3 separate regions of the Mus musculus genome follow, and regions 1 and 3 are each linked to region 2. The links are chromatin contacts, called in public HiChIP or PLAC-seq maps. All regions are on one chromosome and are shown on one strand. The core of a region is the stretch at or near the end of the contact, and the rest is flanking DNA. Distances in the headings are between cores, read along the strand shown.

Region 1 (4,082 bases), core at 1,113-3,612, 270 kb after region 2:
TGCCTCAGCCATTAAGAGCCCCGGCTGCTCTTCCAGAGGACCCCAGTTCTGTTCCCAGCAACCACATGCAGCTCACTATCTGATGCCTTCACAGAGTTATGCAGGCAGGCGAAACACCAGTGTACATAAAATAAAAATAAATAATTAAAATGAAAGAATGTGGTCATAATGGCGATCTTGAATGCGGGCCATGTGTGGGTCTGGGGCATTTCCAGGAGTAATCATGCTTGCTTTCTGTTAGTTCATTAGTTTGTTTGCTAGGGTTTTGTTTTTTAAATAATATAATGTTTTTATTCATTCTTCAGACATGTCATGTAAGGTATCTTGATTATATTTACCTCCTTCTTCCTCCCAGCTCTTCTCAGACGCCCCTCCTCCATACCCACTCTGCTCTGTCTCCCTCCCCCCTATCCCACCCAGAACAGACTATCTCACAACAACATTCCTGGGCTTCTGGCTTTTAAAATCTTTCCTCCCCCTCTTCCTCCATGCCTCTTGAGCCTCAAGTGAAGGGGTTGTATTGTAAATGTCATGGGGTCAGGCACCTCATGGCCAATTGATCTCTGCAGTTTAGCCAGTGATGGCATTCTGAAACCATCTCTGGTTCTTTGATGAGGAGTAAGAGCTACACATGCCTGTGGGTGTGGGGATAAGTATTTAAAATGCAGCTAGAGGTTATATGAATATATTTATATACATTCTATATAAGTATATAGGATGGAGTTAGAGATTATATGAGTATATATAGATATAGATTCTATGTAAGTGTATATCTTCCCTATAAATATTTAGAATGCAGTTAGAGATTTTATAAGTATACATAGAGATTCAATATAAATATATATATATTCTCTACAAACATACAGAATACAGTTCGATGGAGCTTAGTGGTAGAGCTTGTATTTGGAATCTGGAAGATACAAGGCCCTGGCTTCAACCTCTAACACTGCAAAAAAGAAAAATCCAACTTAAAAAATATTTGGGAACCTACAACATGGGCATGAATAACAACCTGGCCTCATTACACTCTCTAGTTGGCCTTCTTCTGGTCTCATGTTTGTCCCCTTAGTCCTTCTATAAGGTTTTCTTTGTCCCTTCTTCCATACCTGTGGTCAGCTCTCCGCCCACCTGGCTCAGGTCTAGGGCTGTGCTGTGATTTGAATGTGTGCCCCATAAAGGCTTGCCAGGTTGGTCTTCCCAGCCACGTGTGGATGGCATTTAGCTATGGAGACCTGGGGAACTGGTCAGGAGTGTGAGAGAGGTTCAAGTGTCACTCTAATGGCCTTATATGCAGCCAGAAGACACTCACCAGATGCTGCTGTTGTGCCTCTGAGCCTCGAGCCAAATAAACCTTTATTCTTTATCAATTATCCCAGGTTGGGTATTTTGTTCGAGCAACAGAAGATGGACCAAGGCCATGTGGCTTCAGGCTGATCAGATCACAGGCTGATGAGACTCCAGAGGGCCTGAAATTTAGGGATCATAGAGTAACCTTTTCAGTAGCCCCTGACACTCTGGCCTTAGTCTGGCACTAGGACCTGGAGAGGGCCTCCTCCTGGACTTGGGGACCGAGTCTCTTGCTCAGAAAGATTCCATGACTTTCCTCTGGAGTAAGGAATTGTCAGAATTCTTTGGCCATTTTGATAGGACCCTCCCACCTGCCACTGTCCCTAGCAAAAGCAAATGAACCTTGTGTGTCACCACATGGTGTTCTCTGGTAGTAGGCTTGCCTGGGCAATGTCAGCTGACTCTTAGAAACACCCAGTAGGCCTTTTGCTGTGATATAGAGCATATCTCTAGACATAAACATGTTCTTTGAGATGAGGTCTCACATAGCCCAGGCTGGCCTTGAAATCCCTAAAAGGATACTTTGAGGTTCTGATCTTCCTGCCTCTATCTCCCCACTGCTGGGATTAAAGGAATGAACCCCCACGCCGTTTATATGGTGCTGGGAATTGAACCCAGGGCTTCTGTGCGTGCGAGGCAAGCACTTTATAACTGAGGTAGGTCCCTAACCCCATGTACCTTTTTTTTTGGGGGGGGGGGATCTCTGATCTTCAAAGTTCTGTTTGCTCACTTTATTTTCTTCAAAAACCAGGGCATCTCCTTCAGTAGAAGAAACCTATGACAACGAAAATAAACACTGTGGGCCAAGGGGGCTCCTGGGTGGGAGGGGGCTGGCTTTCTCAGGCTTCTTATTTTTCTGAGTCTCCCCGGGGCACACAGCACTCCCCTTCCCCTCCCCCAGACCTTTCAGGTGAGAAAACTTTCCATTGTTGCCCTATCTCGTGGTAATCCACTTGCCTCCTTGCGGGAACCACAGGTGCACAGATCTGAGACCTGATCTGTTCCACTGGGTGCCAGGCAGGGCCGAGGACGCGAACCCCAGCAAGAAATAGCGCCCGCAACCGCAAGGCCCGGTGTGTGCGCCCTCTGAAACCATAGGTAAAGACAATTACCGGCAGTTTCCATCCACCGTTTTGTTTTTTGTTCAAAGGCCACCGAGCATTCTCAGCAGCAGACCCGAGACGTAGTATTCCCACCACACGCCACCTTCATAAACGTGCGATAAAAGCTGTGGTCGCTTTGTCCCGGCTCTTCCTTTTAACAGTCAAACTTTCAAGTTTGATGTTGAAACTGCTTTTTTTCTTCAAGTGGGCTTTGATGCTTAGATAACGCTTAGAGATAAGGAACCTGCCTTCAAAACCGCTCACTGTACCTCCAGCTCACCACTAGGAGCGTCGCAAGGGAAAAATCAGACACCTGAGCTCATGAGAGGGAAGAATGTGCTGAGTCTGTGAAATGCTCCTTCTGCCTGCCTGCCTGCCTGCCTGCCTGCATGGGAGATTTGCAGGGGGAGAGAAAGGGAGGGAGGGAGGGAAGAAGGAAGGGAGAGGAGAGAGAGACAGAGAGAGACCCAAGAGACCCGACCCGAGAGACAGAGGGATTGCCTCCTGGGGGTGCAGCTTAGTTGATAGAGGGCTTGTATAACCTCAGTGAAGCCTAGGTTCAGTCCCCAGCATGATGCAAATGAGGAATGGTGGCTCATGACTGTAATTTTGGCACTTGGAAAGGGGAGGCAGAAGGATCGAAAGTTCATCATCCTTGGTTATCAAGTTTTGGGCTAGCTCTGTTTAAATAAACAAACAAACAGGAAGGAGGGAAAGAGAAAGGAAGGAGTAGAGAGAGAGAACTGAGGAACGTACCTTAGTTGGCAGAAAGTTTGCCCTTCATGTACAAAGCCCAGGGCACTGCATAGATTAATGGCGGTGACATTTGCCTGTGATCCCAGCACTGGGCATGGAGGCAGGAGGATCAGTCGTTCAAGGTAGCCTTGGCTACATGGGGAGTTAGAGGCTTGTCTGGTCTGTATGAGATCTCTCAGTTGTATTGTAAGGGTTCATGTCTGCTTTTCTTTAATTTTTTAAAATTTTATTATTTTATGTTGTGGCTGTTTTGCCTACATATATCTCTATGTACCATGTGTGTTCAGTGCCCACAGAGGCCAGAGGAGGGCTTTGGATCACGGGGAACTGGAGTTAGAGACTATCATGAGCCACCATCTAGCTGCTGGAAACTGAACCCCCATCCTCTGGAAGAGCAGCAAATGCTCTTAACCACGGAGCCATCTTTCTCCAGCCCCACTTCTCCCCACCCCATTCCTTTTTTAGAGTCTCATGTAACCCAGGCTAGCCTAGAACTTCCTGTATAGCTAGGGTGATCTTGTACTCCTAATCTTCCTGAGTCTACTTCCCAAGTGCTAGGATTACAGGAGTGAGCCACCAGGCCAGGTTTATGATGTTCTGGGGGTGGAATCCAGCCAGAGCTTTGTTCATGTGCACTACAGGTAGATCTCTGAGTCCAAGGCCAACCTGATCTATGATCTTCAGAGTGAATTCCAGGGTAGCCAGGAATACACAGAGAAACCCTGTCTTGTCTAATAATAATAATGATGATGATGATGAGTTGAGAAAGAAGCACTGTCTAGTAATAATAATAATAAATAATAATATAAATGGGATAAAGACATTAGCTCACTCCTAAGCAGCCTTCTATTTAGCTATGTCTTGTGTCCATGAACC
Region 2 (4,127 bases), core at 1,445-3,944:
GAAAAAAAATGTATTGAACAAACACTCCTCTTTTATTAAAAGCCATAAAGAGTGTAACATCAGTCCAGATGAGCATCAGAGTGCCTGAATGAAGAGGCACACTCAGTGGTCAGCACCTCTGCCGCTGCCTTTTCCCCTTAAGAGAGATTTATTTATGTACTTATGTAGATAGTATGTATCAAAGGCGTGTGCTACCACGCCCGGCCAATGAGTGCTCTTAACCTCTGAGCCATCTCTCTAGGTTCACCTTTACCATTTCTTTACATTTTACATGTATGATTGTTTGGCTTCATGTATGTCTGTGTACCACATGTGTGCCTGGTGCCCACAAAAGCTAGAAGAGGGCATTGGAATTACAGGTGGTCACCATGTGGCTGCTGTGAATTGAGCCCCCAGTTCTTAGGAAGAGCAGCCAAATTGCTGAGTCATCTCTCCAACCCCCTTTACCATTTCTTAACTGGGTAGCTGTGTGTGTGTGTGTGTGTGTGTGTGTGTGTGTGTGTGTGTGTGTGTGTCTGCATGTGTGTGCATGTGTGTGTGTGTGTGTGTGTGTGTGTGTATTGTTATGTTGCCTCAGGTTTTTCAGTTGGAAAATGGGACAATAGCTTACACACACACACACACACACACACACACACACACACACACACACACACAAAGTAAATTAACATTAAAAAGAATAGATTTAGCAGCCGGGCTTGGTGGTGCACACCTTTGACCCCAGCACTTGGGAGGCAGAGGCAGGCGGATTTCTGAGTTCAAGGCCAGCCTGGTCTACAGAGTGAGTTCTAGGACAGCCAGGGCTATACAGAGAAACCCTGCTGTCTCGGAAAAAAAATTTTTTTTCCTGAGAGACATTAAGTTGTTTTAGTGTATATGAATTGTTTTGGCTGCATGTATGTGCTGGCCTCATACACAAGCCAGAAAGGGCATCAAATTCCTTGGAACTGGAGTTTCAGACATTGTGAGCTGCCATGTGAATGCTAGAAACAGAGACTGAGTCCTCTTAACCGCTGGGCTCCGTTTTTTTGGAGATATTGTGAGAATTCCTGAGATAAGGCTTAACAGACCAAAGACGTAGTAGCTTTGTCCTGATCAAGTTCAGTTATCTGTAGGCCTGTAGAATACCTTTGGGGAAGGCGAGCTGTGCTTCTTGGTTTTGCTCTAATGTGTAAGTTGTCAGAGCACATTGTGACTTCTTTACTTTGGGAATAAATTCAGCATGGACGTGCCCTCTGCCCTGTGGCGTGTTGAGGAGTTGCATTTGCTTTAGACATGAAGCTGGGACAGGTGATAACAACCCAGTGTCTGCTCTGTGTGCACAAGATGTTTTACTAGAAATGAGAAGAGACTTTGTATTCAGAGGGTCTTTGTGTGTTTGTTTCGTTGGTTAATTTTGTTTTCAGAGTCTTGTGTAATGTAACCCAGGCTGACTTCAATCTTGTTGTGTAGCCCAGGCTGGCCTCTAACTCATTATCCCCCTACCTCACCGGAAGGTCTGAGCTACCATGAGTGTATGAATTTAGAATGTAAAAAAGACATGGTTGGAGAGATATTTTGGAGATTAAGAGCACTGACTGTTCTTTCAGAAGATCTGTGTTTGATTCCCAGAACCGACACGGTGTCTCACAACCATCTGTAACTCCAGTTTCAGGGGATCCAACACTCTCTCCTGTTCTTTGCCAGCACCAGGCATAGGCATGGTACAGAGGTAAAACACACATATTCATAAGAAATAAAATAACCCTAAAGATAAACATGTGTGTCTGCTGCTGCTCTTGGGAAGAAAGTCGGTGTAGAGACACAGTGGCCCTCTAGTGCTCCCCCTCTCACAGAGCCGTATTACTGCTGCAGTCATCCATTAAGACCATAGGCCAGAGGTTTGGTTTTCTTTTCCTTCTTTTTTTCCCCGAGTTTACAATGTTTTGGGTCTTTTCTTCAGAATTTTTGCACATTCATGGAGTTCTTGTTATTTTCTTGTTTCTTTGCTTGTTTTACAGAGTCTCCCCTAGCTGGCCTGAACCTCACTCTGTAGACTGAGATGCACGAGAACTCACAGAGTCCACCTGCCTGTGCCTCCAGAGTACTGGGACTAAAGGTGTGCACCACCACCCTGCTCATTGAGTCCTTAAGGTGATCTAAAAGCATACCTCTTACTTTGGGCATCTCCAGACTTTTCAGTGGTTGTCACTTTTAAAATGAGAGTTCTTTTTTTGAGGAGACTTTCAAATGCAAGATCACTAGGCTGCCACTGTGGCCTTGGAAGAAGTATGAGCCAGGGATGGGTCACATAACTTCTCAGCAGGCAGCCTCTGCTAACCGGATTGCTGCCACTGAGTCTGGCCACCATCTCTTTCCTTCAAGCATGCTGTGCACTGCAGATGAATCAGTAATCGGGGTCTGGGTTTTGAAATCTGCCTTGTAGATATTCATAGGATGAGGCAGAAGTCCTGGCTACAGTCCTTTGCCCTCAGTTGTCACAAACAGAAAAGGTGATAATTGGTAGCGCACGAGTATAACTGTGGGACCCACTTCCTTTCAAAAGGAGACAGAGGATGTGGTAGAGAGGAGAAGGCATGCCCTACTGCATTAATTAGTAAAGTGAAATTTGGCCTGTTAACTAACTAGGCCTGGCTCCTGATTCAGCAGTCCTGAAAGCCTGCTCTGGCTGGGCTCCACCCATCTCCTAAATCAGTCAGCTCTGTGGCTTTCTTCAGTCTCCCCCCCTCCCTTTGTGACCTTTGTGTAAGGTTTGACACTGTGAATCACCGTCCCTTTCTGGAACCACTCTCATCTTTTTTTTTGTCACATGTCTTCTTTCTTTTCTCACCTCCAAGTGCCCCTCTGCTCCTCTGCTAAATCACCTTCCCACCTGCTTCCCTGTCCGCATCCTGGAGCACAGGGTTTCAGTTCTTTGTTCTTCCTGTTCCCATGCAAGCAGCTTAGCATGGTCCCCACATCCCAGATGACCTCCTGAGAGCAGACATACAGGTCTAAACAGGACGGCTTTATCCTAACCATGGTTTCCCTCCAGCTCTTCCTGTTTTTAAAAGTGAAACTGATGTGGATCCCTTGTGTGTAATAAAGGGCCTGTCTCAGTTTAGTCAGCTTAACCCCGGAGCTTGGATGCTGGGCAAGCACTGGTCACCAAAGAGGCCCCCATTTCTGTCTTCTGGGTGTTTTGTGTTGTACCCAAGAATAATAAGGAAAGCAAACAAGAATGAACAGAGTGAACATAGAATTATTAAGGAAAACGAGACTGACTCCTGGGAATGGGTGGGGAGCAGCCCAAGGAGGATCGCTGCTGTGGGCAGGTAGTGTGGCAGGACCTGGGTGAAGACTTAGGGAATCTTTCTTGAGACTGTTTTTGCCTGGTCATTTGTATCATGGGTGTACCTGTGAGAAGTCTATACCCGCTGTGCGTGCTCCCTCTCCCCCTGTGCGTGTTCCCTCTGGTCAGACAGAGAGGTGATCATTTGCTGCTTGTCCAGTCAGGGGACTGGCTGTGAGAGGTGATCAGGTTGTCTCCAAACTGCTTGACTAGCTCAGGGTCCACAGTGGCCCCGCCTTTGAAGACACCTCTCATCTCAGTCCCATGGTTCTCCCAGCTGGAAACTTGGCATGGAGTTGATACTTTTCAGTCTCCGAGTATTGTGTCTGATAACCGTTTAAAAAGCAGGCCTACTTAATTTATTCTTGCTATAACATTCTGGTTCTTGAAAATGATACTAAGCTTTTCACATTTAAGAATGTATAGCCCTCCTAGTCTTCTTTTTCCCTTCCAGATCTCATTTTTAATGTTTTTAACTGTTTCACATCCTGTTTTGTGACACAAGATACCTCTTAATTTATGTTTGTTCTCAACCAAACCAGCCTTGAATTGCCTTCTGTTAAATGTTGTTTATGTGAGATAACCATCTACATGATCATGATCAGTTATTGTATTAGTCAGAGGTCCGCAGATAAGCAGAACAAATAGGATGATAGGATGATCCAAGAGTAGGCTTATGAGGTTCACTAACATCGTCAGAGGCTGATGGGTGCACTGAGGCCATCTGCACACTAGAGAGCCAAGGTGGCTCTCGGTCTGAGAAGATGGAAACCTCAGCACAAGAGACACGGTGTGC
Region 3 (4,068 bases), core at 1,182-3,681, 290 kb before region 2:
CCTCAAAAGTAAAAATAAAATAAAATAAAATAAATCACCCTAACAACCAAGAACAGCAAAAGTGTCAACTCGAGCTCTTTATTCTTACAGTCTTATCTCTACTCCTTTTATTGGAGTTTTTACAGCTGCTACCATCCTGAACCACAATTCCATATCTGGATTCCCAAATAGCTCTAAGCAACCCAGACAGGAGTGCACTCTTATGCCCAAGGTCAGAACATAGATGTGCAACAGGTGCATGTTTGGCTTTGACCAAATTAACAAAGTAAGTGGGCTATGGAAATTCCAGCTCTGCAATGCAAGCACTAGAGCAGCTGAGACAGGAGAATTGCCACAAGTTTCAAGCCAACTGGAGATAAGAGCGAGACAGTGTCAATAAATAAATAAATAAATAAATAGCAATGGAATATCTCCAACAGAGCCTAACATACTGATTCAATTCCTGCAAAAACATTTCAAAGTCCTCACAGCTCTACTTGCATGTAAGCTTACTGGCACATTTACTTTGTGATTTAAGTGCAATTCGTAAGCAAAACCCACACAGGCGACATCTTCAGTTGTTTTCACCTTAAAGTGGATGATTGCATCTTCTCAGCAAATGTCAATGTCACAGAAGAAAATGTAGTTTACATAATCTCTTACTATAAACTCAAGAAACAATTCAAGTTGAAAACCTGTCAGTGATTCTCAGCTTCTCTTGCCCTGCCCACATAGCTGCCTACCCACATTTTTAAGTCTTACAAAGAACATTCTTTGTAAAGAAAACAGTAGTCTTCTCTAAATACATTGTAACCAGCAATTTTAGTCACTGGCTATTTTCTACAACTTTAAATGGGCACAGTAAGTACTTTAGTATTATTCTCCCTGTCTTCTTCCCATAAAGCAAAGATTTGTAGGCTAATTTGTAAGTAGGCAGAAAATGAGTCTTTATTATATCAATTAAAATAAGCTTAGCAAATCACGCTGTAGGAAGGCGTCAGGAATCCTAGAAGAGATATCCAATTATAAGATATTCTCCCGCCAAATGATAAATTATAGTGCCAGATGTACTCTCTCTAGGGTTCAGAGAGTTGTGACTAACTTACATTCTAAATGAAGAGGAGGGCCCTAGAAACGAAGCCCTAGCCATCCATCTATTTGGTTCTTCCACAACTGAAAAACTAAACAGGAGGCCCAAGGACTGTCGTAGGAAGAAGATCCTTGAAGAAAGATCCCTGCAGAGATGAGCAAGTCCTAAAGGGATCTGTCAAAGACGGAGTCATTCATTCATCTCTGCAAATTAGTATTAATAAGCACTGACCCGCCACCCCCCTGCACTTCGAGCCTGCGGACCCGAGATGAACCCTGCCCTCCAGGACACAGGACTGAGGTGGCGCATTGCGTGATGACACCCAGACACTATGACCTCCATAAGGCAGTTCTGGGAACTGATTTCGTCTACGATTCTTGTTCACCTCTTGTTTATCTCAGACGTTGCATACTGCAGGTGCTTACTGTTTGCAGGCTGAACCTATAAATACACATGAAACTGTCCCACCAGCGTGGATCTGCAGGTGCATGTCCACCGCGGCTCCCGGGTCCAGGCCGTCATCCGCCACTCCCCGCGGTAGACCTGGCTGGGACTTGTCCCTGGCCCGAGCTGTGCCGCCCTCCCCGCCCCCGTGCGGCACTCACCGTTGGTGTAGGGAGACCCCGAGGCTGAGGCGGCTCCGTTCTGGGCCTGGAGGCTAGCTGCGGCACCGCGGGCAGCGGGGATCCGGGGCTGGGCCATGGCGCCCGGGGATCTCAGGGTAAGACGGAGCCGTCGGGGTCGACCGCAGCGCCCAGCCTAAGAGCTCCAACAGGAAAACCGAGGGCAGGGACCTGGAGGCCGGAGAAGCGGAACACGCGGGGTGGCACGTCAAAGTAGAGGCATGGCGTGTCCGTGTCTTCTGCCCGCCGGCGGCCACGACCTGGCCAGGGCGCGGAGAGGCTCCGGAGTCAGGCCGGCTGGGCTGGGAACGCCGGGCTCGGAGGCAGCAGCCGAACCCGGAGAGGAGGGAGGCCCTGGGCGGAGCCGCCGGCCGCGCAGGCACAGTGGGGACACGTGGCACTTCCGGTTCCGGCTGGAGGCTGCGGCCGTGCTCTCTGTCCCCGGGGAGCTGCCCCGAGGGCACCTGACAGTCCCGTGTCCGGGCCCGGAGGACCGTGCACGGACTCGCCTGCCACGTCACGGACTCCCGCCGCCCGCCGGAAGTAGCCTGTGTCACCACTGCGAAAATACCCGGCGTGGAGAACGTCACCTTGCTGACAGTCCCAGGGGTGGTGCGGATTTTTAGAATCGATTGGGTGGGACAGGAGAGACCCGGCTCCTCTTCCGGGATTCTCTGAGGATTACCTGAGACGACCGATGTCCTCGGCTACCGCTGGTGGCCCAGCCGATGCTATGCCAGCTGTAGAGTGCAAGAGAATTTTAAAAAGAGGTGTTCAATTACGTGTGTTTGTCAAAGTGTCATGGGCGGGACATGGCGGCAATCAGGAGGTCGAGGCAGAAGTGTTCTAAGTTCGAAGGCGGCCTAGTCAGGTCAGCCAGGGCTGGAGTGAAGATGCTGGGTCAAGGTTAAAATGTCTGATGACGTTAAGGAGGAAGCTCTTCTTTTCAACTGGAGGATTAAGATTAATTTTGACGTTAGCCTGTTGGTAGCATAGTCACTCCGAAGTACATCCACCACACATGGATCGGGAATCCATCCCTCTCCTATCCCAGTGTTGACAATGGAGTCCAATGTCCTAGGGAAGCCCTTAGTTTACACTGAGCTAGGCAACTTCTATAATAACAAGTATTTAGTTAATACTGAGGCTCCAAGCCGGGCGTGGTGGCGCACGCCTTTAGTCCCAGCTCTCAGGAGGCAGAGGCAGGCGAATTTTTGAGTTCGAGGCCAGCCTGGTCCACAGAGTGAGTTCCAGGACAATCAGGGCTAATCAGAGAAACCCTGTCCCGAAAAAAAAAAAAATACTGAGGCCCCGGACTAAATAACATTTAAAATGGTAATTGTAATGGTATCGTACTCCTATAGTTCTGGATACAGAAAAGTGAGGCAGGAAGATCTTGAATTCAAGACCAGCCTGGGCAATTTACCAGGACTCAGTTTCTTTAAAAGGGGTTAGATATGTAGGTCACTCATAAAGAGTTTCCCTAACCTTGTAGGAAGAAGCCCTGAGTTCAAAAGAATTAAAGGCAGTTTACATTATGAGAGTTTACATTAAGTCGAATAATTCAAATGTCCTTTCTGGGCAAGTAGCTTGTGGGTTGCTTTTATTTTTACCCCCAAACAGACTTTCTGACTTGTAAGACCAAAGAGAAGTAGAAACTGGTTGGTTATGCAACATACTTAGTGATATCAGTGTGATCTTTAGCTACTTTGGTTTTACCTGCTCCAAGCAGATGACAAAGTCCTTCACAGATGTGTGCTGCTGATTGAAACGTATTATGCCATGAGTTTCACAACCTCGGGCGAAAGTACATCTTACCAAACTCATTTACTATCTAATGCTGGCTACGAAGTATTACAGAAAAAGAGCACAATCTAAAACTACTGTCAGACCCAAGAAGCAAGCAGTAACCACATATACAAATTTACCCTAACCTTGATTTCATTAATAGTTACCTCAAAACCATACTAAAATATATTTGCTCTGAGTGGAATTAAACAATTAAAAAAAAAGATTGTTTTATTGTTTTAAAGTTTGTTTTCTGTATGTATGGGTACCTACATAGAAGTATTTACACGCTGGTCGATGGTGGCACACACCTTTAATCCCGGCATTTGAGAGGCAGAGACAGGTGGATTTCTGAGTTCGAGGCCAGCCTGGTCTACAGAGTGAGTTCCAGAACAGCCAGGGCTACACAGAGAAACCCTGTCTTGAAAAACCAAAAAAAAAAAGAAAGAAAAGAAAAGAAAAAAAAAGTATTTTACACCATGTGTATGCAGTGCCCACACAGAGGTCAGAAGGGGGCACTGCATCCCCCAGCACTGGAGTTGACAGTTGTGACCGCCATGATGTGAGTGATAGCAAAGGAACCCTAGT

The links. HiChIP or PLAC-seq counts read pairs in DNA pulled down with a chosen protein or histone mark.
Region 1: an H3K27ac HiChIP or PLAC-seq map of regulatory T cells shows a contact between it and region 2, with 2.9 times the contacts expected there. The contact joins two enhancer-like sites. A contact is called at or near these places in 5 of 39 promoter capture datasets (the C10 cell line, cranial neural crest, embryonic stem cells and 1 more), 3 of 484 Hi-C or Micro-C datasets (myocytes, nephron progenitors and uterus), 4 of 115 datasets of contacts at active chromatin or transcription factors (CD8 T cells, T-cell acute lymphoblastic leukemia, embryonic stem cells and 1 more) and 1 of 9 other capture datasets (adipose tissue).
Region 3: an H3K4me3 HiChIP or PLAC-seq map of the SCID.adh cell line shows a contact between it and region 2, with 12 read pairs. The contact joins the promoter of Sec24a here to the enhancer-like site in region 2. A contact is called at or near these places in 7 of 39 promoter capture datasets (the 3T3-L1 cell line, the C10 cell line, the HPC-7 cell line and 3 more), 1 of 484 Hi-C or Micro-C datasets (nephron progenitors), 2 of 115 datasets of contacts at active chromatin or transcription factors (the SCID.adh cell line and bone marrow-derived macrophages) and 4 of 9 other capture datasets (adipose tissue, liver, macrophages and 1 more).

The regions. Positions count from the first base shown.
Region 1 is chr11:52,311,854-52,315,935 of GRCm38.p6, forward strand. The region is part of intron 2 of Gm30217 (a long non-coding RNA gene); the gene reads left to right. Among named protein-coding and RNA genes, the nearest start is that of Gm30217, 6.4 kb to the left of the region's middle. Within about 2 kb of position 2,363, at least 51 of the 459 cell types and tissues checked have an H3K27ac peak or open chromatin away from gene starts, as enhancers often do. A contact at or near this core is called in CD8 T cells, T-cell acute lymphoblastic leukemia and regulatory T cells, where this site is marked.
Region 2 is chr11:52,043,932-52,048,058 of GRCm38.p6, forward strand. All of the region lies in intron 13 of Cdkl3 (cyclin-dependent kinase-like 3), which reads left to right. Among named protein-coding and RNA genes, the nearest start is that of Cdkl3, 42 kb to the left of the region's middle. Within about 2 kb of position 2,695, at least 126 of the 459 cell types and tissues checked have an H3K27ac peak or open chromatin away from gene starts, as enhancers often do. A contact at or near this core is called in CD8 T cells, the HPC-7 cell line, the SCID.adh cell line and 8 more, where this site is marked.
Region 3 is chr11:51,754,403-51,758,470 of GRCm38.p6, forward strand. It overlaps Sec24a (Sec24 related gene family, member A (S. cerevisiae)), which reads right to left and starts at 2,432. Exons shown (of 23, transcript NM_175255.3): 1 at 1,675-2,432. The coding sequence starts at 1,771.